Linked DNA regions of Mus musculus: all the other regions are linked to region 1. Evidence: chromatin contacts called from public HiCAR-type and promoter capture Hi-C data. All regions are on one chromosome and are shown on one strand. Each heading gives the region's core, a stretch centred on a gene start, on an enhancer-like site or on the middle of the called end of the contact. The rest is flanking DNA. Distances are from core to core; before and after follow the strand shown.

Region 1 (7,565 bases), core at 2,275-4,774:
GGAGGCTCGGTGTTCCAGCCCTCCTCCCTCTCAGTGCTCACAGGCCTCCTCCTTCTTCAGCCACACAACACTCACCCTCCTCCCTCTCTACCCACAGAATACTCACCTTCTCCAGGTCACTGGGCCCTTTTTTCTTCTTGTCCTGAAAGTAGAAGGCAGACGGGCTCACGCCGATGCTGGGCGTACCCACCTTCCAAAACCATCCTAAATATACTCCCAACTCCTTCCCAGCCAGAGACCACCCTGCCATCACTGGGCACAGGGCTGGGGGTACTGCCTACATACCTTTTTAGTGTCTGAGGGAACGGAGTCTTGCGACGGCTGCTTGGGCTGACTTGACTTCTGGGCATGCTTGCTCCAAGCTCGGGGCTTCGATGGGTCTCCAAAGGACTTGCAGAATTCGACCTGCATGGGAAAGAGAGCTGGCTTCCACAGCTGCTGAGGTCCCTAGGCACGTGTGCATCCCCTTCAGCACAGGAGTATGGGTTTCCCAGAGTGCAGTGGTCGCTGACCTGCTATCTGCTTTAAAGCGAATCACTTTCATTCCCAGCCTAGACACTGCCCCCCAAAAAGTCATGCTGCCATTTACAGAAGACTAATTCTGTCTCCCAGGCCATCCAGAAGAACGTGACAGGAAATGCTATTGTCCCCTGGGAGTCAGCCCCTGCCTAGTACAGGGCAACAGGGAGCAATGGCCACAAGTCAGGTGACTATTTACCACAAGGCAAGTTCAGTTACAGCAGAAAACAAGCCCAGGGTACCAGGGACAGTTGGGTGACCAGAGGAGTGTGGAAGAACGCCTGGGACCACACATGAACTGATTCATCCCTCTGTTCTGGTAACTCCACTACATCCTCTGAGGCAGCCTTTGGGAGGGCACTCCCACAAGCCATGCCCAGATGGTCTAGGCTGTTGCTGGTCAGCAAACTGCTTTCTCCTAGGGATGGATGCCCCTGTAGAAGTAACTGCGCCTACCAGTTCTATCACACTTATCACTCGTGGTCAGGGTACAAAGGTCAAACAACGTAAAAGAGTGAAGAGTTAAAAAGTACTTTAATAATTCAGAAACTCGGGGAGGGCCCAGTGAGCAGTGGGCCGACTCTCAGGCAACGATGCTCAAGCACTTGAAAGCCTGGGTAGTCCTGAGGTAAGGCAAACTCTACGGTGGGCAGGATGAGACTCGCTCAGACTCACGGTGATCCGGGTCGTGTCAATAAAGCTCCGGTGGAAATGGTTCAGTGCTGCCTGGGCCTCCTCCTCCGACTTGAAACCTATGAAGCCGAACTTTCGGAACTTGCCGTCTTTGGTGAACTTGAGGCTGCAGTCGGTCAGTGTGCCAAAGGCGGCAAACAGCTGCCGGAATCGCTCCTCCTTCATCTAGAGCAGAAGGATATAATGAGAGAGAGGAGGGAGAAGGGTCCCTGGAGCCAAGAGACAAATAACCTAGAGGGCCTGGAGGGAATCCTGAGATGAGCAGGTGACAGACCTTGACTTTTTTAAGGGTGGCCAGGTCCTGGCTCAGAGCCTGACACCCGCTGAGCACCCCTGAGCAGGCCATTCAGTTCTTTAATAAGGAAATGGAACTTCAAGGCACCTCAATTGGTCTCTTCTCTTTCTTGCCCTGTCCCCGTTGAGGAAGACATCAATTACAACTTCCATCCTGAGGCTGCCACAACAAACAAGATACCCAACAGAGGCTTGTCCAAATAAACAAAGACAAGGGAAGCTGTGTAAACGTTTGCTTACCTTGGGAGCCAGCGAATAATGGAGCCCATTAAAGATGCCCACACCCTGGTCCCCAGCACCTGGGGTTGCACTGTAGAACAATTACAATGGGGAGTGCAGCCCCATTGGGCCTCAAACTAGAGATCTGCCTGCCTCACTTCCCAGCCCCAGCAGGGGTGTCCCATTGCACCCAGATATTTCAAAAGAGATATTTTTTCAGGTGTGTTTTAAAACCTGGTGATAAGGCCAGGCGTGGTCAAGCACACCTTTAATCCTAGCACTCTGGAGGCAGAGGCAGGCAGATTTCTTTAGTTTGGGGCCAGCCTGGTCTACATAAATGTTAAGTTCCAGGACAGCCAGGGCTACTAAATGAGATCCCGTGTCAGAAAAGGACAGAAACCCTGAGATGAGGCTAGGTATGGTGGGGAGGCAGAAGCAGGTGTTCAAGGTCAGCCAGGGCTACAGATTTAAGAGTCTGTTTTTTTAAAAAAGCATCCCCCAAAACAACAAACAAAATCCCAAATAGGGGAGATCATCTTGGGTCTCCCTTTTGGGGGGGATGCATATGATATCCCACATACCAGATATTTACGTTATATTCATAATGAGAAAATTACAGTTATGCAGTAGCAACAAAATAACTTCATGACTAGGGGGTCACAACAGGAGGAACTGTATTAAAGGGGGGCACAGCATTTGGAAGGTTGAGGACTGCTGTTCTGGGGGGCACATGGTCCCAACAACAACAAAACAAATTTAATTAATTTATTTATTTTTAGCCACATCATCTTGCTATGTAACCCAGGCTGGCCTTGAACTCGCCACCCTCTGCCTATGGAAAGCTGACAACAGGTGTATGCACCACCACACTTGGCTTTGAAGTCTAATCTTGCTCTGTGATGGTGAACCAGTAAGCATTCTCTAGTCTGTTCCCTGTTGTGACACACATCAAGGATACAAAGCAATTTGGGGGGCGTGGGCTGGAGAGATGGCTCAGCAGTTAAGAGCACTGACTGCTCTTCCAAAGGTCTTGACTTCAAATCCCAGCAACCACATGGTGGCTCACAACCATCTGTAATGGGATCTGACGCCCTCTTCTGGTGTGTCTGAAGACAGCTACAGTGTACTTACACATAATAAAAAAATAAATCTTTTAAAAACAAACAAAAAAACCAAAGCAATTTGGGGAGGAAGACCATTGATTTGGCTTATGGGTCTCCATCACAGTCCGCCATCCAGGGAAGTCGAGGCAAGAACCGACGCAGACTTACTTGCCCCGCCAACATCTGTACACAGCCCAGGGACACTTGCCGAGGCGTGACAGCACCCACAGGGGGCTGGAACCTCCCACACCCATCACTCCTCAGAGCACCACAGGCTGGTCCACAGGCATATGGACGCAATAACATCCAATGAAGTTCCCTCTCCGTAAGTGACTCCGGTCTGGGTCAAACTGACCCAAACTGCCCAGCACAACATGGAAGGATCCTCAGAATGCTCGGAAGCCACTTTGCGGCTTGCTGAGCCCTCAGGACAGGGTGCCGCCTCCTTGGATTCCGGACCTCCCCAGTCCTGTCCCTGACTTAGAACCCCTCCATCCTTCACCCTCCATTCCCGGACCTCTGCTTCCACTTCCGGGCCCCATCCCCGGCTCCCGCTCACCCCATTCGGGAGGTTCTTCACGATCAGACGCGACATGGCTCTCAGGTTCCCTTCGCTTTTCAGACTCACGACCCCGGCGACAGCGACTTCCCACAACTTTCACGCCGCCACACTGGGCGCCGCCATTTTTAGCGAGTCACGTGGCCCCCGCCGCGTTCCATCCGGAAGTGGGTGTGGCCTCACGGGAGACTCTCTCCGGGGAAAGTCCCACCCACAAGGCGGGGTTGGCGGGGACGGGGGAAAGGCCCGAGCGCTCGCGTTTTCTCCGCCAGGTCTTGGGGCCTCTAAATCCCCGCAAGGAAGGCAGGAGGCGCTGATGTCCAACCCCCTCGGGATGACAGGCTTCTGGGAAAGAGCAGAGAGCCTAGAAAAAAAAAATTGTTTTAAAGGTAAAGGCAAGCGGATCTCCGAGTTCCAGGATAGCTAGGGCTGCACAGAGAACCCCCGTTACAAAAATAAAATTATAAAGGTTTATTTATTGTGTAAAGGCGTTGAACTCAGAAACCCTCCCGCCTCTGCCTCCCAAGTGCTGAGATTAAAGGTGTGCGCCACCACTGCTCAAATAGATTTTCTTCTTCTAAAAGACATTTTGCTCCATCTCCCCATATCCTTTCTTGTTACTGTTGGCAGCTTTATTGAGATACAGTCCAGGTGCCACACAATTTGCCCACTTAAAGTGGACAACTCCAGTTGGCAAGATGGCTCGTCAGATAAAGGCACTTGTGGGCAAGCCTGACAGCCTGAGATTTCCCTCCCCCCAACCCCCCAACCTTGGTTCTTCGTAGTGGGAGGAGAGAACCAATCTTAGAACATTTTTTATTGAAAAAAAAAAATGCAGCTAGGCAGTGATGGCGCTCGCCTTTAATCCCAGCGCTCAGGAGACAGAGGCAGGCAGATCTCTGAGTTAAGGCCAGTCTGGTCTACAGAGCTAGTTCCAGGACAGCCAAGGCTAAACCATTTTTTTCAGATAATTTATATAGATATTTTTAAAGATTTATTTATTATTATATGTAAGTACACTGTAGCTGTCTTCAGACACACCAGAAGAGGGAGTCAGATCTTGTTACGGATGGTTGTGAGCCACCATGTGGTTGCTAGGATTTGAACTCTGGACCTTCGGAAGAGCAGTCGGGTGCTCATACCCACTGAGCCATCTCACCAGCCCCCAGATAATATATTTTGATCATGGCTTCCCCGTCCCACCAGCTCCTTCCTGCCTCCCCACCAACCCAGCCCCCAGTCCTTTTGTTCTCTTTAGAAAGAAAACAGGCAAACAAAACAAACAAAAATGAAGGAGAAGGAGAAGAAGAGAATGAAAGAGAGACCACAAGAAACACCCCACACAGTCAGAAACCATTATATACAAGCAAAAGACCAGTCACCAACTTCCCGCCTTCTAGGAACCTAGAATCTATCTGGCATCTCTATGGATGTGTTACTTTCTTGGCTGATTTTTCTCTTCACATATTGTTTTCAAGGTTAATCCATGTCTCTGCATGAATCATCCTTCACTCGTTACCCCTCCCCACACACACACACACACACAAGTGTCAAATGTCGGACTCCAGTATGTTTGTGTATCCAACCATCTGTCTAAGGCATCTGGGTGGATGTACCCCATGGCTATTGATAGTAACATTGCTGAGAACGTCTGTGTTCGTGCCTGTCTCTACGTGGACATGTGTCTTCATTCCTCGCCGGCACAGTCCTAGGTTGGGGTCCCCCCCAGGTCTTTAGGAACTGGGTTTTTTTTTTTTTTTTTTTTTTTTTTCCGAGACAGGGTTTCTCTGTATAGCCCTGGCTGTCTTGGAACTCACTTTGTAGACCAGGCTGACCTCGAACTCAGAAATCCGGCTGCCTCTGCCTCCCAAGTGCTGGGATTAAAGGCGTGCGCCACCACCGCCCGGCCTTTAGGAACTTTTAATCAAATAGTTTTGCAAACTGTCTGCATTATTATGTTTTTCTGAAGGTTGCGTATGAAAAGGTTCATTTCCCGTCCTTCCGTTCTCATTGGTTCTTTTTAAATTACGCCCGCCTCACTGTCTGTTACTGCATATTTGATTGGCCGGAGCGGGTAGCCATCTTTGTCTCTGAACCCACTCCATCCCTGAGCTCCAAGACCAGCTCAAGCACAAAGCCCTAACCAGCATCTTCCTCTATGAGCTCCAGATGCAAGGAGCTCACGTGTCCAACAGAGCTGCAGAGCTGCACCAAGCACACAGAATTTACCGCTGGTGCCCAGAGGGAGAGGCACCTTCAGGAAAGTTCTTGCTGGGATCAGAGGTAGCAGCGGTGGTAGCTCGTGCTTGGAGCCCCAGTGCTAAGGAGGCAGAAGGCAGAGAAAGGTGTATCCTTGGGGTTTGCTGGAGACCTGGACTATCTAGTGAGCTCCAGGATAGGAGGGACCTTGTCTCAAAGGAGATTGGCCATATTCCTGAGGATGACATCTGGGTTTGTCTTCTGGTTTCCACATACATATGCATGCACACACTCTCCCGTGTGTGTGTGTGTGTGTGTGTGTGTGTGTGTGTGTGTGTGTGTGTGTGTATGTGTGTGTGTATACATATATACAACCATCTGTAAATGGGATCCGATGCCCTCTTCTGTTGTGTCTGAAGACAGCTACAGTGTACCCATATACATAAAATAAATAAAATCTAAAAAAAAAAAGGGGGGGGGGATGGCCCTTCCTAAAAGATGCCCCTCTCCTGGTCTTCTAGTACCTGTGGGAAAGGGTCCTTGACCTTGTCACAAGCATGGAAACATGACATCAGCTTGGATGATCTGGGTGGCCTTAGGTCTACTTACCGACAAGTGACCTTCAGCGGGAAGATAGAGATGAGACTGGATGTCACCTAAGACAGGCATGGCAGCCCCAGACTGTGGGCCAGGCATGCACAGAAGGGGCATGATCCTGAAGACAACTTAATCTCGGTCTTAATCACTGGAGACCTAGAGACACTAACTCTCTCATGGAATAATTTGTTATTCTAGCACAGAAAGAAATATAGATGGGCCCTGGTATAGTGGTCATGTCTTTAATCCCAGCACTTGGGAGACAGAGCCAGGAGGATCTCTGTGAACTGGGGGCCAGCCTGGTGTACAGGGTGAGTTCCAGGCCAGCCAGGGGTAAATAGTGAAATAGTCCCCTCCTCCATAAACCAGGCTCTGAAGGGCAGAGGACAGTGGAGCAGGGGCCACGGAAGAAGCTGGGTCGGTGTTCCAGGAGCTGTGGTAGTAGAGAGAAAGGGTCATCACAGAGCTATGGAAGGGTCTGTGGCTGGTTTAAGTGCATTTTCCAGGGTAACACTGGGAACAACTGTCTCAGTCATTGCTCTATTGCTGTGAAGAGACACCGTGACCAAGGCAACCCTGGTAAAGAGAAAGCATTTGATTGGTGACTTGTTTACAGTTTCAGAGGTTTAGTCCTTAACGATCATGGGGCGAGAATGTCGGCAGATAGGCAGGCAGGATGATGAAGAAGTACCTGAGAGCTTCATCCTGGTCCACAGGTGGAGGAGGGGGAAGGAAAGGCAGGAGGGAGGGGAGAGGAGAAGAGAGGGAGGGGAGGAGTGGGGAGACCAAGTCTACCCTGGGCTTTTGAAACCTCAGAGCTGGATCCCAGAGACATACCTCCTCCAAGGCCACGTTTATTCCAACCGGGACTAAACAAATATATGAATCCATGGGGGCCATTCTCATTCAACCCACAATGCTGACCAAGGACAGGGGTCCGTGTAGATAGAACACAGGACCTGGCAAAGAAGCCAAGATGGTTGACTAGGGACTAGATACTAGAGAATGGTCACAGGAAAACCTCCAAGATACACCAGAACACAGAGACAAGCAGAGGACCAAAGACTGTCATGTACATCGTCCCCGTCTGTAGGGACAGTGGCAGGGAAACAGCCTGCGATCTTTGTTTGTCACTGGCAGCCCTGCACTCAAACACTCTAATGGCTGGCTTTGTGTGTCAACTCGACACAGGCTGGAGGTATCACAGAGAAAGGAGCCTCCATTGAGGAAATGCTTCCATGAGCTCCAGCTGTAAGGCATTTTCTCAATTAGTGATGGGGGGGAGGGATTGTGTGTGTGGCCGTCCTGGGTTCTATAAGAAAACAGGCTGAGTAAGCCAGGGGAGCAAGCCAGTAAGCAGCATCCCTCCATGACCTGCTCTG
Region 2 (7,565 bases), core at 2,508-5,007, 2.8 Mb after region 1:
CCCAGTTCCTACCCTCAGCTCCAGCACGATCAGGCCCCTTTGACTAAGCTCAGTTAGTTCCAACCTCTGGACTTTGCACCAGCTCTCCAAGGCTGCACCTTATCTTCATTGTGTCTGCCTCAAAGGACTCCTCCCTCCAGGCAGTAATCAAGGGCCTTCACAACTCCTCATTAATTCCTTTCTAGAACTCCTGACTACTGAGGTCATTACCACTCCCCCACCCCCACCCCCCCCTCCGGCCTCACCCCCGGCCCCGCCCCAGGCACTAGGAGGTCTGCTCACAGCAGCAAATCTTGTCTGTTTGTTCCCAAAGCAAGCGGTCAGGCTACCAAGAGATACTCGTGACAGACATGCAATACCTCTTAAATACACAGGAAGTGGAGCCCATTGGACTACCAAGATGCATGTGGCATCCACTGTTCATTTGGAATTCTCAAACCCTAGCCCTGCCCAGAATTCACACTCTATTTCTGGGGTCTGGGGGGTTTCATCTTTTGCTATTTCAGGTCAGGAATCTAGATTCTAAAAGAAGACACCAGTCTCCTGGAGTCTGGGCCCAAACTAAACTTGGCAACTGGAAAACAAAACTGTAATTCGTACAGCACTTCCAAACAAACCAAGCAGAACTGGGAGGATCCAGCTTCATCTGAGACAGTACCTGCATGGCCCGCCGCGGCTGGGTCAGGACTTTGGTAAATTAATACGCCCCGCATACTTTCTGGACACCACGTGACGTACGGATAAGTGGGAAAGCCAACATACAGGGAGAGGAGGGCTCAATTAAGCTAATGAGCGTACGCACCCCTTCACATTCTCCGCATTTTTCTCGGGGAGGACTCTCTTAAAAACCTGTCAGCAGTTTCCAAGTACCTAACTGTTATTAACTGTAGTCACTGTCCTAGCTAAAGGAGATTCTGTAACCTTTGACCGACATTTCCCTAACCCTTCCAGGTTTCCCAACTAAACAAGGGATGTGTACAACAGGCAGAACGGGAGGAGGATTATCAAAGCCTCTTCCACACAAGGAAAGCCCCTTTAACAGAGGTGGAGGCAGGAGCATGGCTGGCAGCAAGCTTGGTAATCCTTCCTCCTGCCGAGGGATCTTTGCATTGCTAGGCTGAGCTGTCAGCTTGGAGAGATTTGTTTGGATGGTTGGTTGGTTTTGGTGGCTGGAGAGACTGCCCAGCCGTGGGTGCTGGGAACCAAACTCTCATATTTTTTGGCTGTGAGCCTAGCTTTTAATGGCTGAACTCTGGTCTCTCCAGGCCAGCTTGGAGAGTTTTGACTGGCTGCTCCATCATAATAATCAGCGCTCTGTGTCCATGTCACCTTCTTGGTGACATTGCTAACTCAGCAGGGTGACTAAGTCGCTGTCCTTTAGCTTTAGTCATTTAGCTTTCTTTACACTAGGGAATTCTGGGTTGAGTTTGTGGTTAGCATGCATCTGGGGTCTATTTCCTCCTCAAACCACCTTGCCTGTCTGTCACTAGTCACCAGCCATAAGCAGTTACTGAACCCCTGAACTGTGGAAGTCTATTAAGACTATAATACGGGGCTGGAGAGATGGCTCAGTGGTTAAGAGCACTGACTGCTCTTCCGGAGGTCCTGAGTTCAATTCCCAGCACCCACCCACATGGTGGCTCACAACCATCTGTAATGGGATTGGATGTCCTCTTCTGGTGTGTCTGAAGACAGCTAGAGTGTACTCACATGCATGAAATAAACAAATCAATCTTTAAGAATATAATACATGGAACTGGAGAGATGGCTCAGCAGTTAAAAGCACTCGTTACTCTAGCAGAGGAACCTGCGCTGGATTTCCAGTACCCAAATGGTAGCTCACAATTGTCTGTAACTCCTGTTTCGAGGGATCTGATGCCTTCTTCTGGCCTCTGCAGGCACCAGGTGCATGCATTGTGCAGACATCCATGCAGGCAAAACACACACATAAAATATAAAAAAGTAAATCTAAGAATAGTTTTTAAAAATTATAAAGCACACACCACACTGTAAAGCCTTAGCGGTAACGATGGCTCAGCTGTTACAGCTGCATAGGAGCCGCTTTGCTGTTCCATCCCCAGAACCACCTGGAGGCTCACAACTCTTTGTAACTTGGTACAAAGGCTCCGACGCCCTCTTCTGGCCCCCTCAGGCACTGCACGCAGCACGTGGTGCAGACAAACTGGCAGTTAAAACGCCCACACAGAAAAATTCTTCCGTCTCCAAAACATTCCTATAATTTTTGTTTCATGGCATAAATTAAACTTGAAATATTTTAGATACGTTATCCTTTTTAATTTCAACTGTTGCCTTTTTTTAATGTGTCTACGTTTAAATTACATATTGCTATTATATTACTCTGGGCCAGCAAGGACCCAGAGGGTGCCCGGCACATACCAGATAATAAATATTTGTTGAATGAATAAATTAATTGTAACCACCGTTCTACTGTTTTCTACTGTAATCCTTTTACAATAGACATTATTCAGTTTGAAAAGAGAGTAAAACTCTGGCCTAGTGTCTGGCCTTTTTAACAGTAGCTTGGTAGCTCCCAACAGCTCTGCCCACCGCCTACCACACAGACGTCAATCACTAGGGAAAAACTCTGCACTGGAAAAGATTCCGGTTTAAAAAAAAAGTGTGTGTGTGGGGGGGGGGAGGTGGTCTGGTCACAGATTGCTTTGAGATACAACTTTGAGGCATCAATGGAAACGAAAACGGAAGCTATAAAAAGAGTCACAGAAGAAAACAGTAGGGGCCATTTAAACAGAATTCTATAGGGAAGATACTGAAAGGTTTTAATCTAGATGGAAACCCGGGAGAGGAGCTGCCGCGACACCTTTCCCTGAAAGCCTGGCTCCTGCAAACAAAGAAATGTCATTTCCTAAATGCAAAGGGGACACCACCCCAGGGAACACCTGCCTTTCCAACAACCCCATCCGGCCCTGCCAGCCCTCTGGTGCATCCGAGTCCTCCAGACCTGGGTGAAGCTTCAACTTCACCGGAACAAGTCTGAGCCCTAGGCCTTGACTCTTAAAATCCCCCTACGGAATCTGTCTTTCAGCTCCGGTATTTGGGGACCCTGGAGTGTGGCGACAGCCCCCTCCCCCAGGTCCCCAACCCACGCTACTATTCCGTGATCAGGACGCTGGGACAAGAGCCCTCCAGGGAGAAGCCCCGAGGGGCTGCAGGTCTAGCCATCCCTAGCATCTCTGCGCTTTTCCAGGCGGCCAGCAAGTTCATCCCGTGCTCTCACTTTGAGCTTTCGTGGTGACAGCTGTGGACCTCACCCACTAGGGTGTCGGGACCTACGTGTCACCCCGGGGCAGTGTCCGGGGCCCCACCCCGTTCCCAGGCACCCACCCAGCGGCCGCAGCTACTACCGAGCCGCGATGGGCGCTGAGGCCAGAAGCCCGGCCATGGCGCAGGCGACCCGGGGACTCTGGAGCCATCCCAGTCCAGTGGGCTCGCTCAGGGACGGCGGCCGGTCCCCGCGGTGGCAGGAGGCCGGCTGCCGCAGCTGACAGCGAAAGTGAAACAAAGCTGCCCTCCCCGCCTCGGTCGCCGCCCCGCCGCGGCCGCACTCACCTCCGGCCTCCATGAGGACGCGCGGCCCGCCCCAGGCGGCGGGCGCCTCAGCCCCCAGGGCCGTGGGCCTTCATTCCGCGCCCGCCCCGCCGCGGCCGCGCCCGCCGCCGCCACCACCGCCGCCAATGCCGCCGCCGCTGCCGCCCGCAGAGGCCATCAGCTGCTTCCCGTCACATGGCGGCCGGCGGGGGCGGGGCCGGGGCCGGGGCGGAGAGCTCGCAGGGGAAACGCTGGGGATGCGGGGGCGGAGGCGGAGTGGGCGGCGGGCGCGGGACGCGGAGCTTCGAGGGGGACGCCGAGCTGTGGGGACGGAGGCGGGAGGCGGGGGGCGGGGAGCGGGGGGGGGGAGGGAACGCCGGACTAAAGGGACGCGGAGCCCGGAGGAAGCGGGGCTAAGGGGACCCGAGGTGGGGGGGAACACTGGGCAGAGCAGACAGAGAAGGGGGCAGGGGAGCCCCGGGCAGGATGGGGTTGGGGGTCTCCGAGAGCATCCAAAGTGGAAACCTAAAATTGGAGCGAGTAGAGATGGGGGTGGGGCGGGCAAGGGCTGGGGGTGTCGTGGAGAAACCTAAGGGACTGCTCGCTCGCTCGAGGCTCAGGGAAGCTGCCCGGGTCATGATGCTGGCTGGGGGGCAGGGAACTGGGGATCCCAGCGGGAGCTGAAATGCTGGCCTTGACAACGGCCCCAGCGGGAGGGATGCTGGGAAAGCCAAGGGGGAGGAACTAAGGGGAGAGGAGGTCAAGGTTAACCCCCACACACCCCGAGATTTCCCTCTTCGTGTCCTCAGATGCTAGTGCCTCGGGTCCTGGTCCTGTTTGTGTCGGGTGGATTTAACTTGGAGCCAGGGTAGGAGAAAAGGGGTTTTAAGTAGTTCCTGTAGTTGTTCCTTGGCTTTGGACTTTCTCATGGGCTCTGTAATCCCCTGGTAGTGTCCTGTCACCACCCCACCCACCACCCACACTCAAGGTCGCTCCAGTCCCTTTTCCTGTTTCCAGCCTGGACTTTTTTTTCTCCAAGTTCAATGTCCCCATTTCCTTCCCTTTTGAGTCATAGATCTCTTTGTAATGTGGAGCCAGGGAAGGAAAAGTGATGGGTTTAAGTCTGCTCTCCCATGTTTTTTGAGCTGGAACGGTAGGAACCTTGCTTCTACATTCTTGCTTTGTATGCGTCTCTCTTCCACTTAGCGTTTAGTCCAGGCACACTATTCATGACCCAGTTCTCAGGTCTCCTAGAAGATACCCGCGGTTTATCAGTTGTCTGTTTTGAGGACACACACACACACACACACACACACACGTTTTCTACCTCCCTGTCCCCTTTCTCGTTCTTCATTCTTACTTAACAGCCTCCCTTAACACACTCGATATCTAAAGGCATTTTTTTTTAATGGCTTGTTCCTCACCCTTACTCAGCCCCGGGGTTCCCGTTTTATTTCTGATGTCCTTCCTGATCGCCTTAGATCCCAATTCTATTCTCCAGACTTAACTTTCCACTATTTCCCAGTTCTTTTTAACGTGTCATGTTTCCCCCATCTCTACCATTTTCTCATCAGTGTTCTTTGTGAATATATTGTGGAGGCCAACGGTATTGTCCCTAGTATGTCACCACTAGGGGTGTGTGTGTACATGTGTGTGTGTGTGTGTATACATGTGTGCATACTTGTGTGGGAGGGGTGGTTTTGCCTGCACATACTTTCCAGGTCTCCAAAGAAAACAGAAGAGGACATGGGATTCCCTGGAACTGATGGACAAATGATGTGAGCGGTCCTGTGGGCAATGGAAATTGAGCTCAGTCCTCTGCAGAGCTGCCAGCGCTATCACCGAGCCATCCATCCCTCCAGCTCCTCCTTCCTGTGCTTCATTTCCCAAATGCCATTTCCTGCTGTCTTTAGGGTCTCATTTTTAATGGTTTGGTTTGTTTCTATTTTAAGGCACTGGAGACTGAACCCATGCATAGTTAAATAAACACTCTATTGGTGAGCTACGTCCTTTACTGTACTTAGGCATTCAGCGTGCACAAGTCAAGTGGTAACGGGGACAAAAGAAAACCACCTTTACAGCTCTTTTCTTCCAAATGGCTCTTTAAATGCCCGTTTACGTATCTTCTGTTTGTGTGTGTGTGTGTGTGTGTGCGCGCGCGAGCGCAGCTAGTTGAGAGATCCCGTGGCATGTATGTGGACACCAGGGCACAACTTGTGGGAATATGTTCTCACCTACCATGTGGGTTCCAGAGATTGAATTTAGGCTTGGAAATAAATACCTTTACAGGTTGAGTCACCTGGCTGGCTAGCTAGCTAGTTAGCGCTGATGTTTCTTTAGACAAGGTCTCTTTCTGTAGCCTGGGCTGCACTCAGTCAATCCCACACAGTCCTGCCTCAGCTTCCCAAGTGCAGGGATTACAGGCATGAGTCTGAACCCCCACTCTTTACACCCACTGGGGAGGCATAAATCAAGACCATAGAAATGTATGTTTTTTAAAAAGTAACTTTATTCCAAAGTCTTAAAAATGTATAACCTTAGAACTAATTTCTCCCAATTTTTTTCCTACGAAATGGTAAGGTCAACCACGTTGACCCATCTGCAGTTTTTCTTTGCAGTAGCTGGTAGCCAGTTCTGTGGTGAGAAGTTTGATTGCTGTACCCAGTGAGGAGGATACCTTCTATATCTTTTGAGTTTGAGGCCAGCCTGGTCTACAGAGTGAGTTCCAGGTCAGCCAGGGCTACACAGAGAAACCCTGTCTCGGAAAAACAAAAAAACAACAACCATGAAGTGGTTTTCTTCCCAGTTCTAACAAGTGGAGTTCATCAGTTAACTAATACATGCAGATAAGAATTATTTTTTTAAAGACCAATGCACAAATTGTACTTTGGCATTTAACACATATGCCTTGAGATCTGGGTATGGATGGCATCAACGGAAAGAAGGGATGTGGGCTCCAGTTTTTAACAAAGCCTTAAAACAAAGCCCTTGGTGCCTGGGCTCCAAACTGAACTGCCCCTTTATAAATGTGCACACAGGCTGATAAAATAGACAGTGGTAACTGGCCAGGGCTTGAGAACAGCGGTCGGCACCAAGCCCTTGAAGCTCTCATTTGCTAGTGGAAAAAACCCTCAAGTATTTCCTACCGCCAGGTGTGCACATAAGAGGAAGTTACGGGAAGCACCGAGTGATCTCACCAAACATTCACCATGTTCCCAGATAGCCGCTTCCCCTCTAACTTCTCTTTTAAAGTTGCCTCTGAGTTGCAGACAAACTCAGGAACTCTTGTCATCAGGCTTCAAAGGAAAGACCAGCTCGAAGGACTGAAGGCAACCTGAGTATCCCACCACGAAATGACAGAGTGCCTGAGGCACCACTAAGCAAGAGAACAGGTCATAGCCATCCCCAAGGGCTCCCAATTCACAGCCAGGTGGACTCCTCCACACCCTGACCTCAGGGTGGGCCACAAGGGGAGCGGTTTCTTCACTTTAGCCCCTGCATTCAGAGAGACCAGACAACCTCTCCCACATCGTGCAGGTACTTCTGTTAACCAGCTCCACAGGAAACCTCCGGCCCCAGTGTTAGGAAGTCCTTAAAGCCTTAGATCTTGTCCTGTCTGAGCAGGATGTGCCCAAGAGATGTACCCAAGTACAGAGTGCAAATTTCAAGTCAGATTTTCATGGTTAGTACAGACCTACTGCACCCTTAGAAGATCCCTGACTTCAGAATGTTTAGATGAAATTTTAAAAAAATAAAATAAAATAAAAATCCCCAGAACCCAGCTGTCCCAAGCTAAAGTCATCACCCACTATTTTCTTTTGAAACTTACTGGCCCAGTAAGTAGGATGGAAACATATACTCCCATTTCCAGAACACAGACACTAAGTCCAAATGGACCGTGTGTCCAGTTCGTTATCAGGTGATGCTCTGTTAGCACAGGAGACATGAGGAAAGAGAAGCCTTAGGTTCGTCACTTAGGCTTTCATAACCAGATGCAG
Region 3 (7,565 bases), core at 1,819-4,318, 2.7 Mb after region 1:
ACTGTATAAAAACTCACCAAACAGGCTGCCTGGGGGTACCACCTCTCCTTCGGGTGCAGGATGGAACAATAAACTCCTCTTGCTTTTGCATCGATCCCTGGCTCCACGTGGTTAGGGTCCCTGGTGGCTAAGGTTCAGTGGAGTCTTACAGACATGGTCTTTGAGATTGCAAAAGCTCCCAGAATCCATTTCCAGGTCGTTTGCTCTCCCCAACCCCCACTTATGGTTGGTGTCTCAAATGCAAAGTCTCAGCTGCTGCTCCAGTGTTGTGTCTGCCCGCTGCCTTGCTCCCAACTGTGACAGCCATGGAGTCACCCTCTGCAACTGTAATCAAGCTAAATGCTTTCTTTCTTTTTTTTTTTCCAGACCTGAGGACTGAACCCAGGGCCTTGTGCTTGCTAGGCAAGCGCTCTACCATTGAGCTAAATCCCCAACCCCACTAAATGGCTAAATGCTTTCTTATGCTAGTTGACTTGGCATGGTTTTTCTTCTTAGCAATAGAAAAGTAACCAAGACAGCCAAGCCTCCTAATCCTTTTCAAACAGTTCTACCAACTGGGGACAAAGTATTCAAGTAGATGAGCCTGTGGGGGCCACTCTCATGGAAACCACCACACCAACCCTTTCTTTCTTTTTTAAAAAGATTTATTTATTATGTGTACAGTGTTCCGCCTGCATGTATACCTACATGTCAGAAGGGGGCACCAGCTCCTATTCCAGATGGTTGTGAGCCACCATGTGGTTGCTGGGAATTGAACTCAGGGCCTCTGGAACAGCAGACAGTGCTCTTATGCTCTGAGCCATCTCTCCAGCCCAAAGTTTTGTTTGAGATGGAAAAAATATATATATATGAGAGAAAGAAAAGGTGAGCAGAGAGTGGCAGGAGGGAGGGAGTGTGGCATGTCCCCAATGTGTTAGCTATGTGGCTGTGTTGATCCCTCACAGCCATCCCTGTTATCAGTGTAGTGCACTGTGGCACTGTATCCTGTGCTTGCCACAGAGAGAAGTTATCATCAAAATCACCCCTGAGCCAAGTCAGGAGCATGGCATGTTAGTGATCTAAAGAACCAGTATTCACTCAAGTTGGCCTACAGAGGAAGCAGAGAGGCGGGGTACTGTCATCCTTGGAGTGCCATCTGATCTCCTTCTTCTGTGATGTGTTCTGTTTTGATTGAGACAGGGTCTCCTTTATTGCAGTGTTGATAAAAATCCCTTGTGTGCTGATAGCATTCCATGGGAGGGGGCATAAATGATGTCTACCCCTCCACCTAAGATTCCAGTGACAAACCGGGGCATGAGTCTACTGCCATACTTCATTTGGGGGAACCAATGAATTTATTGGGCTTCCTTACAGAGCATAGGTGAGGAGTACCTACAGGAGAGTGGGTTCTCCTTCCTCCAGAGATGGGATGGTACCAGAAAAGATTTGGCCAGTGGACAGCAGCTGGGCAGTGGTGGCACACGCCTTTGATCCCAGCACTTGGGAGGCAGAGGCAGGCAGATCTCTGAGTTCGAGGCCAGCCTAGAGAAAAAAAAAAAAAAAAAGATTTGGCCAACAGGGTAAGGGTTTTCCCATAGCTGCTTAGATAAAGACCTCTCTCCTAGTCTTTCTTAATCTGAGTACTCTAGTCTCCTCCCCCCACCCCTGCCCTCCAGGCAAGCCATGTGCAATTAAGGCAGAGTTGCACACAATAAATTATAGGGAGCCAGTGGATACTCAGGTGAGGGTCTTCCGTGAGGGGATGTAAACGGTCAAAAAGTCCAGCTAAGGTAATTCTTTTGTAAGTGGACACAGCTGAACTCCCCCAGATGGCAGCTGCTTGACTCCAAAGGTAGTTAAGTACACCACCAGGCTGGCCATGAGCTGGATATGCAGTCAAGGATGATCTTGCGATTCAAACGGCCAAGCTTGACAGCTAAGTTCGATTCCCAGGACGTCTGCATAAGAAAGAAGACCAACTCTTGAAAATTGATGCACATGGCCTCCACATGTGCAGCGAGGCACACACAAATTAATTAAAGTTAGTTTTCTTTCGAGTTTTTAAGACAGGGTCTCACTATGTAGCCCTAGCTGTCCTAGAGGCCACTCTGTAGACCTTGAACTCACAGAGATCCATCTGCTTCTGCCTCCCAAGTACTCGAATTAAAGGCATACCTGGCTCAAAGTAAAAGCTAAAGATGAAAATAAAATTGGTCACCAGGCAAACGGTGAAGCTCACATTTAATTAATCCCTGCACTTGGGAGGTAGAGGCAGGTGGATCTCTGGGTTTGAGGCTAACCTGGCCTACAGAGTGAGCTTCAGGATAGCCAAAGATACAGAGAGAAACCCTGTCTCAAAACTAATCAAATAAATAAATAAACAAACAAACAAATAAATAAATAAAATTGGTCTGTAATCCTCTTACTGTAGGAGAAAATGCATTTGTGTGTATAAAACACAAATGTTTGTATGTATTTATATGAATATATGTATGCATGTATGTGTATATATGTAACTGTATTTATGTGTATATATGATTGAATGTGTATGTTCTGTGTGTATATATATGTGTGTGATATACATGTATATGTGAGTATATATGTATGCATGTATGTATGTATGTATGCGTATTAACTGTGTATTTGTGTATACTTGTGTGTATGTATCTGTATGTGTATGTGAGTGCAGGCGTATATCTGTTTATATGTATGTGAATGGGGATGTATGTATATGTATATTTGTAACTGTGTGCATACCTGTATATGTACGTGTGTCTCTGTGTGTGTGTTGCTGGTTATGGAACCGAGGTTGCACTGACCACACACCTTGCTGCTCCTTGCGGCTTGCCCCTGCACTGACAGGATCGGGCCCTGGTGAGGCCCGCGGTGGCTCTGGCTTCAGCGCGCGGTCACCCTGGACCTCGTGCGAGGAGGCTGAGACAGCCGACTCAGGCGGTAACTCCGCTGCAGGCCGGCGCCTAGGGTTACCTAGCAACCAGCACCTTAGCAACGGGGAGGAGGCGGGCCGGGGGACGGAAGCCGGAAGCCGGAGGCGAAGCCTCGCGAGGGTTGGTTTGCGCGCGGACTCCGAGTGCGGCGGGTCAGTGGCAGGGACCCGCAGCATCTGTCAGTCATGACGGCGGCCGCGCCTTCGCAGCAGCGGCCCGCGGCGGCCCGGGCCCGGAACCTGCCCTGGTAGGAGCGGCCCCACATCCCGCTTCCCGCTCTTCCTCCTAGGAGCTTTGCAGATCCTTCCCCGCTCCCGGCCTTGGCGCCGCAGCCGCTCCTCCGCTTCCATACCTGAACGGGCTCTGAGCTCAGCTTAGCCATCCTCGGGGTCCTCGAGCATCGCCTCTGCGCTCCGATGACCCTAATAAATTGATCCTGGGTTTCTTTAGAAAGGTTCCGAGGACGGAGGAGTGGGTAGGCTTGGTTGGATTCGAACTCGTGTCCGAATTCAGCGCTTGCACTCTATCCCCTCTTTATTTGCGGGGGAGGGACCGTAGCAGCGCACCCTGGTGGAGGTCAGAGGACAACTTGCAGGGACCTGATCTTCCACCCAGGGCCCCAGCGCCTGCATTCTGAATGGCCCTACAGCACCTTAGCGGTGTTTTAAATGAAGCAAGCCTAGCCATGCTTTCATTTTCTTTTCTTCTGGTCTATCCTGAGGAGGAAGACTTGTCTCAGGCCACACGGTATTTAAATTCTCAGGACTGGAGTCACAGACCGTGTGGCCTTTTGAGTCTGGCTTCTCGAACTCAAGGGTTTTCTGTTCTGTAGCATGGTTCAGCACTCGATTCCCTCTTGAAAGCCACATCATAAGTGGATTGCCCGTTCTCTTGCTTATAGGTATTTGAGTATGAGTTCCGTTTGCGCAGTCTCAGCGCTGTTGGTGAGGGGCAAGGGGGAGCTGTCCTGCCCACTGGAGGATGTTAGCAACCTCCTGACTCCTACTCAACAGATGCTGCTAACACCCATTGCACAGTTAATACAGATAACTGGCCTGACCGATGTCCCCTGGGGGGACAGAACAACTCCTGGTTGTGAGAGCCAGTGCTCTGTTCAGACGCGAAGGGTTTCTCTTCCTCTGCTGCTTAGGATGTGAAGGGGCTTCTTTGCATGTAACAGAACATGGCTTGAGTATATAGATTGTAACTTAACGGTGAATCCTATTTCAGGGTTGAGAAGTACCGGCCACAGACCCTGGCCGATCTCATTTCTCACCAGGACATTCTGAGTACCAGTAAGTATCTGTCTGTTGCTGCTGTCCTTGTGGAGGGTTGGGTCCATTTCGTGATGACGATGTCTCTGCTGGGTGACCCTTAGAGGATGCTCTGAGCCTTTATAGAACCGGCCATGTGTCGCCTTCTCCATAGTGTACCAAACTGTCTCAAGATCTGTTTGGTTTTACTGTTTAGGTGTTTTGTTTACACATGAAAGTGTGTGCACCTTGTGTGCCTGGCTCCTCCAGAGGCCAGAAGAGGACCCTGGATCCTGTAGGCAGTTGTGAGCTGCTATGTAGGTGCTAGGAACCAAACCCAGATCCTCTGCAAGAGCACCCGGCTTAACTGAGGCACCTTCCCAATCCCCCCATGTCCCAAGAAGACAACACAGAAGAGGGATGGTTGATTTTGAAGAGGTTTTGGTTCACAGTGCTTGGCTCTGTTGACTCTAGACCCTTGGTGAGCACAACTTCGTGGCAGTGGGAGCACTCTGCTCCAAAGTGGACAGGAAGTAGAGAGCTAAAGGGGTGGGGGAGCAAGCAGTATGACCCTCAAAGGCACGAGTTTGGTGACCTGACTCCTCCAATGAGGCTGTGCCTCTAAACCAGTGGCTCTCAACCTTCCTAAAGATGTGGCCCTTTTAATACAGTTCCCCATGTTGTGGTGACCACCCCCCCCCACCATAAAATTATTTCATTGCTACTTAATAAATGGAATTTGGTACTGTTACAAATTATAATGTAAATAAATGTCTGATAGGCAGGGTATGTGTGCGATATGTAGCTCCTAAAAGTGTCGAGACAGGTTGAGAACTTCTGCTCTCAACTTAATAGACCCTCCCAAGATAGCTAGTGTGGAAGACAGATAGACAGACAGACAAACTGTGGTGTGACTTCAGGACTTCCCCTCCCTGTCTACTCCGACTAGGACACTGAAAAACTGAAGCATATCTGGATTTAGCATAACCAGGTCCTAAGGTGATTGTGTAGGACCCAGAGACTGACACATGTCACCCCTTCCTGTCCCTCAGTTCAGAAGTTCATCAGTGAAGACCGCCTGCCACACCTACTTCTCTATGGCCCTCCAGGGACAGGAAAGACATCCACCATCCTGGCCTGTGCCAAGCAACTGTACAAAGATAAAGAATTTGGCTCCATGGTCTTGGAGGTGAAGGAGACACTCTCACTCCACAACAGCTCAGACCTCCAGACACTTAACCTTTGTCCTTCTTTTATTCCCTGACCATCTGAGTCCTGGCTGTGTTTGACCAATGGGATCTTGTGTGTGTTTTGGGGGGAGTTGGGGGGTGTCAAAATGGGGGATACTGCTTAGACTTGCTAGGGCATTAACACCTGGCAGCCTCTACTTTCTGCGGGGCCAACTTAGAGGTTGTACCCTGCCCACACAGCCTGCTCTACCTGCCCACAGCTCTTGTTGAACCCCTTAAGATTTCGTGGTGATAATGAATACTGCATATCTCTTTAGTTTAGGCTAGTGGTTCTCAATCTTCCTAATGTTTCGACCTTTTAATACAGTTTGTTATGATGTGGTGACCCCCAACTATAAAATTATGTTCATTACTACTTCACAACTGTAATTTTGCTACTGTTATGAATTGTAGTACAGTTATCTGTTTTTTTGATAGTCTTAGGCAACCCGTGAAAAGGTCATTCGACACCCCTTGGGGTCAAAACCCACAGGTTGAGAACCACTGCTCGACAAACACCTTTAAAAATGTCTCTTCATCAGGATCTTCTTAGATTACTGCTCTGAGCCATGCTGTCTGTGAACTCTTGGGACCTTGGCTGACAACCTTAATACCCTTAGGTTACAAAAACCTAAATGCTGTATTTGAAAGAAAAGCATTTGAGGGACTGGAATGTAGCTTATTTGATAGAGTGCTCGCCTACTATGCACAAGGTCCTGGGTTTGATCCTTAGCATAATAAACAGACTATACACCTATAATCCCAGCATGCAGGAGGTGGAAGCAGGAAGGTCAGAAGTTCACGGTCATCTTAGGCTATGTGAGTTCAAGGCTAACTTGAATACAGAAGACCCACAATCAGAAGAAAAGCATTTGACTCAGGCAGTGGATCTGAAGCTTAGCCCCTTGCTGTCCAGAGTTCTTTCTTTGGCTTATTCAAAGCACAGTAGCCTGCAGGTGGTGAGAACTAAAGTTAACATCAATTGCTCACGGCAGAGGTCCTGGGTCAGGGTCACCAGGCCGTGTTTATTTCCTACATTTTTGTGGATGATCCTTTTAGGATGTTGTGTGATGGTATTGTGAGGCTGTGTACAGGGTTTTTGATGATTGTATCTTAGCTGTCATTAGACCTGAATGGCTGGCTGACACTTCCAGCCACTAGCTTGTAGCTGGCACAGGGTGTGACTGTCACAGCATCCTCTCTTCCTCCTGTAGCTGAATGCTTCTGACGACCGAGGGATCGATATTGTTCGGGGGCCAATCCTCAGCTTTGCCAGCACAAGGACAATCTTCAAGTAAGAATTACCTGTAGGATTTCTCTCCCTACAGGTCTTAGTGCGGGTTAGGAGGGACACAGCCTGGCTGTTCGGTCCCCCTTGGCTGGTATAAAGGGAAGAAGGGAACACCTGGACAGAAGCAGGGGTGGGCCAGCGTTTGAGAGGTGGGGATGCTGGGATAGAGGACTCCATGAGCCTTGGGCTCTGTGGGGGTCCTCAGCTGGGAGTCACATCCAGTACTGAATGAGCTGGTCTCAGTTTAAAACAGGGATAAGAGATAAGGAAGGAGGACTGACATGGAGCTCAGTTAGGCAAGGAGGAGGGCGGTGAGATGGTTCAGCGGGCTAAAGCACTTGCCACCAAGCCTGATGACCCAAGAGTTCAGTTCTTAGGACCCACATGGGGAAGGGGACAACTGATTCCCTCAAGTCATTCTGTGACCTCCTCCATATTTGTGATGTGATGTGGCATCGGCACACACACAAACACACACAGGAGTAAACAGGCTTGGGGGTGTGTGTAGCCCTGGGAACTGTTTGTGCTTGACCTACTCGCATCCCTGGATTCTAGTCCCCACAAGCAAGCAGCTGATCTAGGATACTGGGAGGAAGACTAACAACTCAGGGAGGGATTTACCTGCCACATCTAAGGGATGAAATTGACAGGCAGGTGTGGATGCAGTTATCAGCCTTCATCGGGGTCTGAGAAAGATGGACATGAGGTAGCCCAAGTGTGAAGATGGAGGCTCAGCCTGGTGTGGAAGGAAGCTGAGGGAACCTCCACATGCCTTTGTTCTCCTAGGAAAGGGTTTAAGCTTGTGATCCTGGACGAAGCCGACGCCATGACTCAGGATGCCCAGAACGCCTTGAGACGAGGTGAG
Region 4 (7,565 bases), core at 1,799-4,298, 2.1 Mb after region 1:
ATACACACCAGCTCATCCTCAAAAAAGATCTCTGGGCCCTCAAGGTTTTCAATGTCACTGAAGCCATTACAGGGGACCTGTGGAGAAGACACACACAGGAGGCCTCAACCATGAGTTAGCGTGGCTGACCCTGGCAGACACATAGCTGAGAGTCCCAAGGGAGGGAGGCCACACATAGAGCAGTGACAGCGGCTCTTACACACAGCCTCCTAGGGCCTCCAGGGCAGAAAGCAACCAACATGGCAGCCACGGCACATTCAGACCTGGCACCCGTGGCTACAGCCTCACACTCACACAGTCCGAGTTTCCGAGCCTGCTAAGGAGATAGATGTGTGTTAAGTGGATGGTATGTGTGTAGAAGTGGTGGTCCATTAAGACTCTTGGGTTAACATCCTGGGATTTTTCCCAGTTTCCCTTTTGAAAGCAGCCAGTGTTTCAGGTTGATTTGTGTGCACATGGAGAAAACAAGAAAACCAGTGTGCTGAGCCAAATTGATCACCCATCTATGCATCCACCTCTAACTGTGCCCCTGCTGCGTTCAAAGTCCACCACACGTTCTAATTAAGTAAGCAGTGACACAGGGAAGGGGGGGGAGTAGAGTTCACCGATCCATCATTATTAGAGAAAAGCACACACAACCACAGGTGGATCCCAGGGAGAGCCTGTGAACCAGTGGCTTGTGACTAACTGTATCCCACATGCCCCGCATCAAAACACCTGTGTGTGCGCACATTTAAGCCAGGACTGAACACTTGTAGTTACTGACTGGCAGGGGCACTGTTCCAGACTGAACCAAACCTTGGTTCATTCTGCCGTTAACAAGCATTTCTATAAACAAATTGGGGGGTGTCTATTTGTAGTTCCCATTGGGGACTGAGTTAAAAATGTGTTCAAAGTTCAGATCTGCTCTTTCAAAACTTGAAACGCCTTGAAAACGCTGCTCATAAACTCCTTTAACAGCAGAGTGGGAAATCAGAACTAACCTTCAGAAAATAACCTTCACCAACCTAGAAGAACTAAACAAGCACTGTCAGCTACACTGGTCGGCTCACAATCTGCAGGGACTGGAAATACGAGAGGGGACAATTCCCTAGCCCTACAAAAAGTAGTGAATGGAACGGACACCGATTTCCATGGGACATTTCTGGACAAGGGAGAAAAACAACGACTAACTCCGAACCTGAAAAGAAACACACATCTCAGCCCTTACAGAAAAGCGACACACGACTCGAGCCAGGCTTGAGGCTGCCTCCTGGGAATCGCAGTCCTCAGGAGGCTGGACGGGAGTTCAAGGCCAGCCTGGGCCGCATAGTGAACCTCCTCTCTCGGAACAAAGAGCCACAGTGATAAACAGAAATGCTCAATGGCTAGGAGCAGCTACGGCAGCTTTTAACCTTGGTTCCTTAAAAAGGCAGTTCCCTGCACGGCATGCACTTCTGCAGCCTCCCTGGGAAACAGGCACCAAGAGGTTGACAGTGCATAAAGCGCCTAACAGTCTCAAAGAGTAAGGCTTCTCTGGACCTAGTGGACACCGCCCTGTGTCCCTTTCCGCTCCTCAACACCCCACTCCCTCTGGCTTTAAAAAAAGTAGGGCTAGCAGGGACAAATGGCTCCGTGTTGTTGGACGGGAGGAGAGGGGACACAATGACTCTTATAAGCATGCAAGCAAAGGGCTGTGTGAGCAGTGAAAAGGGAAATAGGAACAAGAGCTGAAAAGCTATGGCAGGCACACACGAACGAGCGCGTGCGCGCACGAACACACATACACACACACACACACACACACACACACACACACAGAGCATGACCAAGCCTGATGCTTACGTGCTCTGAAAAGAACCGCTTGGAGAAGGAAGCTACAATCTTCCGGGCTTCTAACCCAGCTTTCTGCCGAACTTTATATTCCTCTAACCAATTGACGTAGTCGGTGGGGCTGTAGTGCTTCATCAGGGAGGGCCACCTATAAGGGGGGGGGGGGGAGAGAAAACACCCTTTCTCAGCTCCGCAGAGACTGCAAAAAACCACGGAGGAGTCTGCGGGCAAGGGGGGGGGGGTGGACTTGGCAGAGGCTCTAGTTGCAATAATCATAGCGTATGCAATGCATTCCCTCACTACTCAGATGCAGTGACCTTGGCGTGGCGACACGAAAGGCAGCGTTTCTACCACCAGTAGCCGCCGCCCCCCCTCCGCCCCCCAATCTCTGCGCTGGCCACAATCACAGTGATGCTAACGGTTCTCGTGGATGGCGCGCCTCCCTCAGCATCAGGCCCTGCAAACCCGGGCCTCATCTTATTTGATTCCCCATAATGGGAAAAAAAAAAAAAGGAGGGGGGGTCTCATCACCGACCAGGAGACCCAGGCTCTGGAGAAGGGAGGTGGACCGACATCACCCCCTCCACCCCCAAGGTCACGAGCTGGACTGGCAGGTCCGATGCCGGCATCCTAAGGAGCTAGCCAGGAATGCACGCACCGCTGCTTTGCCTGCACGTCAACATCCTGCAGCGGCCACAAAAGATGCGCCTCCTCCTGCAGCCGGGAGGCGCGTGAAGGCCGCAGCCCCCCGGGGCGGAGCGCTCCGGAGGCCCCGGCCTCGGGCGGCTGCCGCGACCCCATCGGAGCTCCGGAGGGGGCCCCCCGGGCTGCAGGCAGGCCTTTGTCTGCGGCCGCGGGAAGAGGGCGGCGCGCGGCCCGGAGGCCCGGAGGGTGGCGGGGTGGGGCCCCACGCGAGGCCCGGCGCCGAGGGGCTCTGCGGGTCCCGGGAACGGGATGCTCGCTCACCTCACCCGGAACTGCTCCTTCCACACCTGCCCGCTGCTCTGGCACACCTCGCGCAGGCGGCGGCAGGTGCTGGACACGCGGCCGATGTCCAGCGCCGTGAGCGAGCCGCTGCACAGGATGTACTCCAGCACCTCGCCCGGCAGCTGCACCAGGCAGCTGGGGCCCGTCGCCTCAGCCGCGGCCTCCTCGGCCAGCGCCGGCACCACCTCCATAGCGCTGTCCCCCGCTACCGACGCCATCTTGTCCGCGTACCTGAGGGGGCCGCTGTGCGGGCGGGCGCGCGCGCGATAGGAGCCTAAGAAGCCGTACCACGCCCTCAGGGGGAGTGGCTGGGAACGCCCCGCCCACGCCAGGGGGTCCCGCCCACTCCGCTTGGAGGACTGGGAAGAGCCAGAGGCGAGAGCTGGCTGCTGCTGCAGAGATAAATGGTCCTTTCGCGTCCTGATTCTCCCAGGGGCATTTTTAAAAATGATAGCTGGGTGCTCGTCTTCGGCAGCGCAGATACTAAAACTGGAACGATGCAGAGATTTGCATGGATGCTGCGCCTAGGATGACACGCAAATTCGGGGAGGCGGTGGCACCTTTGATCTCCGCATTTAGGAGGTGGAAGTAGGCAGATCTCAGAGTTCGAGGCTAGCCTCAGCTATAGAGCGAGTTCCATGACAGCCAGAGATACACAGAGAAACCCTGTCTCGAAAATAAATATATCGAGGTTGCCCGGGCAGTGGTGGCGCACGCCTTTAATCCCAGCACTTGGGAGGCAGAAGCAGGTGGGTTTCCAAGTTCGAGGCCAGCCTGGTCTACAGAGTGAGTTTCAGGACAGCCAGGGCTACACAGAGAAACCCTGTCTCGAAAAACAAAACAAAACAAAACAAAATTGCCCTTTGGCCTTCACCTTCTCGATGGGACATGAGTCCACATAGACAATAACTAAAAGTTAAAAATGACTATGGTGGCTTACTTCCTAATTCCCAGCTCTCAGGAGACCGAGGCACGCAGATCAAAAGTTGGGCTATCTATATTAAGATCCGATCTCAAAAGCAATTTGAGACAGAGTCTGATGTAGTCCACTCTGGTCTTGAATTATGTATTGGAGAAGGACCTTGAGTTTCTGGCCCCCCTGCCTTTACCTCCCATAGCTTGTATTAAAGGCATACACCACCAAGATGTACTTCAGAGGTGGTAGTGCGGGGGTGAAACCCAGGGCTTGGTGCCGGTTAGCCATGCACTTTACAGCCATGCCATAGTCCCAAAATTAAGCTGTTGAAAATGGCTATCTTATACCAAGCACTTCCTGGAAGTGATTTGGCCTTCTCCACGGGTGACTCACTCTCCACTGGGTACTGAGGCAAGCATACTATTTGTTTTTGGGGACCCCTATTTCTAGCTCTATGATGGTGTGGAGAATAGTAGTAACCCCTGAATCTATGTCCTGATTTGAAGCAGGTCGAAGTATCGTGGGGAGCTCTCCTCTGTGTGACTGGGCTCCTTCAAGCCGCTGATCCCTTTGACTCTGCCTCCCAAAATGCTGAGTGTGATTTTAGAGGTGTTCATGGTGTCTGCTTTTAATTGTCTTCCACTCAACAATCCTTCATGATTTGGGGGACATATATGCCCTCTCTGGCAATACAACAATTACCATATGCTCTGGCTGTCCTGAAACTCACTTGGTAGACCAGGCTGGTCTCGAACTCAGAAATCCACCTGCCTCTGCCTCCCAAGTGCTGGGATTAAAGGCATTCGCCACCACCGCCCGGCTGCTTTATTTTCTTAATGCATGTGTGTGCACATGTGTGTATATGTGTGTGTATGTGTGTGTAAATGAGAGCACGTATGCCTGCATGTGTGTGCATATGTGTGTGCGTGTGATTGAAGGTCAGAGGAGAATCTCGCTTGGGTCTCATCTTTAGATGAGCTTTTATTTACATTTTAATTTATTTTGTGTGCTCACGTGACCAAGCCAGCTCAGTCCGTCAACAGGTTCTCCAGCGAAGGAGTGAGGATTAAAAAGAAAAAGGACAGACAACATTGTAGCATGACCCCAGCCAGTTCTGAGGCTGAGGTGGGTTTATTTTTTTCCCAATCTGCTTTTATACCATTCTAATTCCATGCAAGTAACAAGGTCAAGCAGTACAATAAACACAAATAGTCAAGGAACAAGCACTGTCCTTGCTTTAATCCCAGCACTTGGGAGACAGAGGCAGGCGGATTTCTGAGTTTGAAGCCAGTCTGGTCTACCGAGTGAGTTCCAGGACAGCCAGGGCTACACAGAGAAACCCTGTCTCCGCCCCCCACCCCCATCCCCAAAGGCAATAAACAAAGTCCTGTGATCACTCCTTTGACCACTGTTTTTCTAAGGGTGACCAAGATTTCTGAGCCTACTTCCCTGTCCTAGCCCAAAATCAGATTCTTGCCTGAAGCCTACTTCTTTGTTCTACCCTAAAATTAGATTCCTGCCTGTGCTTACTTCCTTGTCATGGCTTAATGTCAGATTCCTGCCTGAAGCCCATTTCCTTGTCCTTGGCCAATGTCAGATTCCTGCCAAGTGGCCCTCAAAGCTCTCCACACTCCTGTGTGCGTGGTGTGAATATAGACATAGGGGGGCAACTTGCAGGAGTCTGTTCTCTGCTTCGATCACACAGGTTCCGGGCACAGACCTCAGGTCACCAGGCTTAGCATCAAGCACCTTTGCCTGGTTGGCAATCCCCATCCTTCAGGAAAACAAAAACAAAAACAAAAAAACAAGCAAACAAAACCCAATTCAGCTCATCATCAGACCCCGAACTGTGGGACTATGGATATCATAAAGTCAGAGTCCTTGAATCTCCAGAGTGAATTCTGAGTCAGGTTAGAAAGACCAGCTGTATACAAAGGGCATGGTAAAGAACTCCCCTCAATTCAGATGCTCTGGGTCAGAACCTGGGGAAATTCTCAGCAGATCCTGCCAAGCTATCCCTGGCCCTCTATCGGGCCTTAGAAATAACTCTGAGTCTCTAACATTGTTACAAAGGGACAGCCGTCGCCTGTCCATGGCTTACGTCATTCTCTCCCCCTCCAGTCCAAATGGGTCCCAGATAGCTGCCGTCTCCTTCCTCCCACTGGTATCCTCCCAGGTGCATCCCATTGCTCAGGATCCACATTCAGCCAAGTCTCCCGGTTCTGTTTGCTGGGCTTGGCCTGGCTTCTGATTGCTGCCTTCTCTCTTTCCCTGTGTTTTCAATGCTATAATCTCTTGATTTATAACCATTTGCTAAGCATGTGTCTTCCCTCTGGTCTGAAGCCCCTTCAGGACCAGAAGGGTCTCTTTAGGATTCTTACTTTCTTGGCAGAGACCTTGCATGTGGCAGAGTCTTCATAATCATCACCCATGGACTGTGTGACAGTTAGCTTTTACTGTCAAAGTAATCACGGCCTAGAGTCACTAGCGAGGGGAGTCTCTGTAAAGAAGTGTCTACACGAGGTTGGCTTGTGGTATGTCTTGGATGGAGAAGGGTTTGCCTTAAGTAGTTAACTGGTATGAGAAGACCCCGCCCACTATGGGCGGCACCATGCCTAGGCAAGGGGGGGGTCCTGAAATCTTGCTGAGCACAAGCCCGTAAACATTCACTCCTCTCTGCTTTTGATAATGGATGTGCTGTAGCTAGCTGTCTCAGCTTTTTTTTTAAAGATTTATTTATTGTATTTTTATGTATAGGAGTACACTGTAGCTGTATCGATGGTTGTGAGCCTTCATGTGGTTGTTGGGAATTGTACTTAGGACCTCTGCTTGCTCCAGTCAACTCCACTTGCTCAAGTCCCTGCTTGCTCTGGCCCAAAGATTTATTTATTATTATACATAAGTACGCTGTAGCTGTCTTAAGATGCACCAGAGGAGGGCATCAGATCTCATTACTGGTGGTTGTGAGCCACCATGTGGTTGCTGGGATTTGAACTCTGGACCTTCAGAAGAACAGTCAGTGCTCTTACCTGCTGAGCCATCTCACCAGCACCCTGTCTCATCTTCTTATTGCTATGACTTCCCTGTGGTAGAGTATAAGCTGCAATTGTCAGTTAAAATAAACCCTTTCTCCCCTAAGTCGCTTTTCATCACAGCATTTTAATCAAAGCTACAGAAATGGAACTCCTACAGACTGCACAGGTCTAACCAGCTGTGAGGCTAGAAGAAGCTACCTAGCTTGTCTGAGGCTCACTCCCCCCCCCCCGGCCCCCCCCCCGCCATCTGTAAAATGGGAAGAGTGTCTAACTACCTCCTGGGGCAGTAGGGGTATTGGGTAAGTAGATTCACATGGCTTGTGCAGTACTGTATCCAGCCAAGAGGGGTTGTGGCTGGGGATGCCTGTATTTGAGGTAGGATAGAGGGCCTCACTTCAAGACCCACCCTGGTGGAAGAGAAGCTAGCTGTATAGTCATAATGCTCTTAGAGAAGGGGATACTCTGCTTCAGCCCAGACTCTCAAAGCCTGACCTCCAAAGACCACATCTCTCTATGTCCTCAGTCACTGCCTGGTCCCCTCTATGTCTCTGAATACTGTTCCTCCTGCTCTGGCCCTGATCCTAAAATGTGGCTAATCACCATCACCATCACCATCACCATCATCACCACCACCATCACGGGTGGTGCTCAGATCTGGAGAAACCATTTCCATCCATCCTTCCAACAGCTGGGGAGCTGATCAGGGGATCTCATCAGAAGGGACAGTCCCTTCCTCGAGCCACCTGCCACCTGATCATAGATGACCATGACCAGAGATTATCAAAGATGATGATTGGGGTGACAGGGAGGAAAAA

Evidence for each region. HiCAR-type assays count read pairs that join an accessible place to other places. Capture Hi-C pulls out chosen DNA fragments and counts their contacts.
Region 2: a HiCAR-type map of astrocytes shows a contact between it and region 1, with 5 times the contacts expected there. The contact joins the promoter of Wsb2 here to the promoter of Rbm19 in region 1. A contact is called at or near these places in 1 of 39 promoter capture datasets (embryonic stem cells) and 1 of 115 datasets of contacts at active chromatin or transcription factors (astrocytes).
Region 3: a promoter capture Hi-C map of adipose tissue shows a contact between it and region 1, with 3 times the contacts expected there. The contact joins the promoter of Rfc5 here to the promoter of Rbm19 in region 1. A contact is called at or near these places in 1 of 39 promoter capture datasets (liver), 1 of 484 Hi-C or Micro-C datasets (B cells) and 1 of 9 other capture datasets (adipose tissue).
Region 4: a contact with region 1 is called in a promoter capture Hi-C map of liver, with 5 times the contacts expected there. The contact joins the promoter of Fbxo21 here to the promoter of Rbm19 in region 1. A contact is called at or near these places in 5 of 39 promoter capture datasets (embryonic stem cells, liver, pre-B cells and 1 more), 1 of 15 datasets of contacts at CTCF or cohesin (large pre-B cells) and 2 of 9 other capture datasets (adipose tissue and liver).

Annotation. Positions count from the first base shown.
Region 1 is chr5:120,112,472-120,120,036 of GRCm38.p6, reverse strand. Rbm19 (RNA binding motif protein 19) reads right to left here and starts at 3,524. Exons shown (of 24, transcript NM_028762.1): 1 at 3,388-3,524; 2 at 1,195-1,377; 3 at 286-405; 4 at 107-142. The coding sequence starts at 3,423.
Region 2 is chr5:117,353,497-117,361,061 of GRCm38.p6, reverse strand. Wsb2 (WD repeat and SOCS box-containing 2) reads right to left here and starts at 3,757. Exons shown (of 9, transcript NM_021539.5): 1 at 3,589-3,757. The coding sequence starts at 3,601. Gm42012 (a long non-coding RNA gene) reads left to right here and starts at 4,202. Exons shown (of 2, transcript XR_878716.2): 1 at 4,202-4,435; 2 at 5,289-5,572. It overlaps Vsig10 (V-set and immunoglobulin domain containing 10), which reads right to left. Exons shown (of 10, transcript NM_001033311.3): 10 at 6,056-7,565.
Region 3 is chr5:117,384,526-117,392,090 of GRCm38.p6, reverse strand. Rfc5 (replication factor C (activator 1) 5) reads left to right here and starts at 3,068. Exons shown (of 11, transcript NM_028128.1): 1 at 3,068-3,174; 2 at 4,158-4,222; 3 at 5,233-5,369; 4 at 6,624-6,703; 5 at 7,487-7,560. The coding sequence starts at 3,113. It overlaps Gm15728 (predicted gene 15728), which reads right to left and starts at 2,969. Exons shown (of 2, transcript NR_166496.1): 1 at 2,806-2,969; 2 at 631-1,937.
Region 4 is chr5:117,972,253-117,979,817 of GRCm38.p6, reverse strand. Fbxo21 (F-box protein 21) reads right to left here and starts at 3,048. Exons shown (of 12, transcript NM_001346588.1): 1 at 2,779-3,048; 2 at 1,825-1,960; 3 at 1-77. The coding sequence starts at 3,017.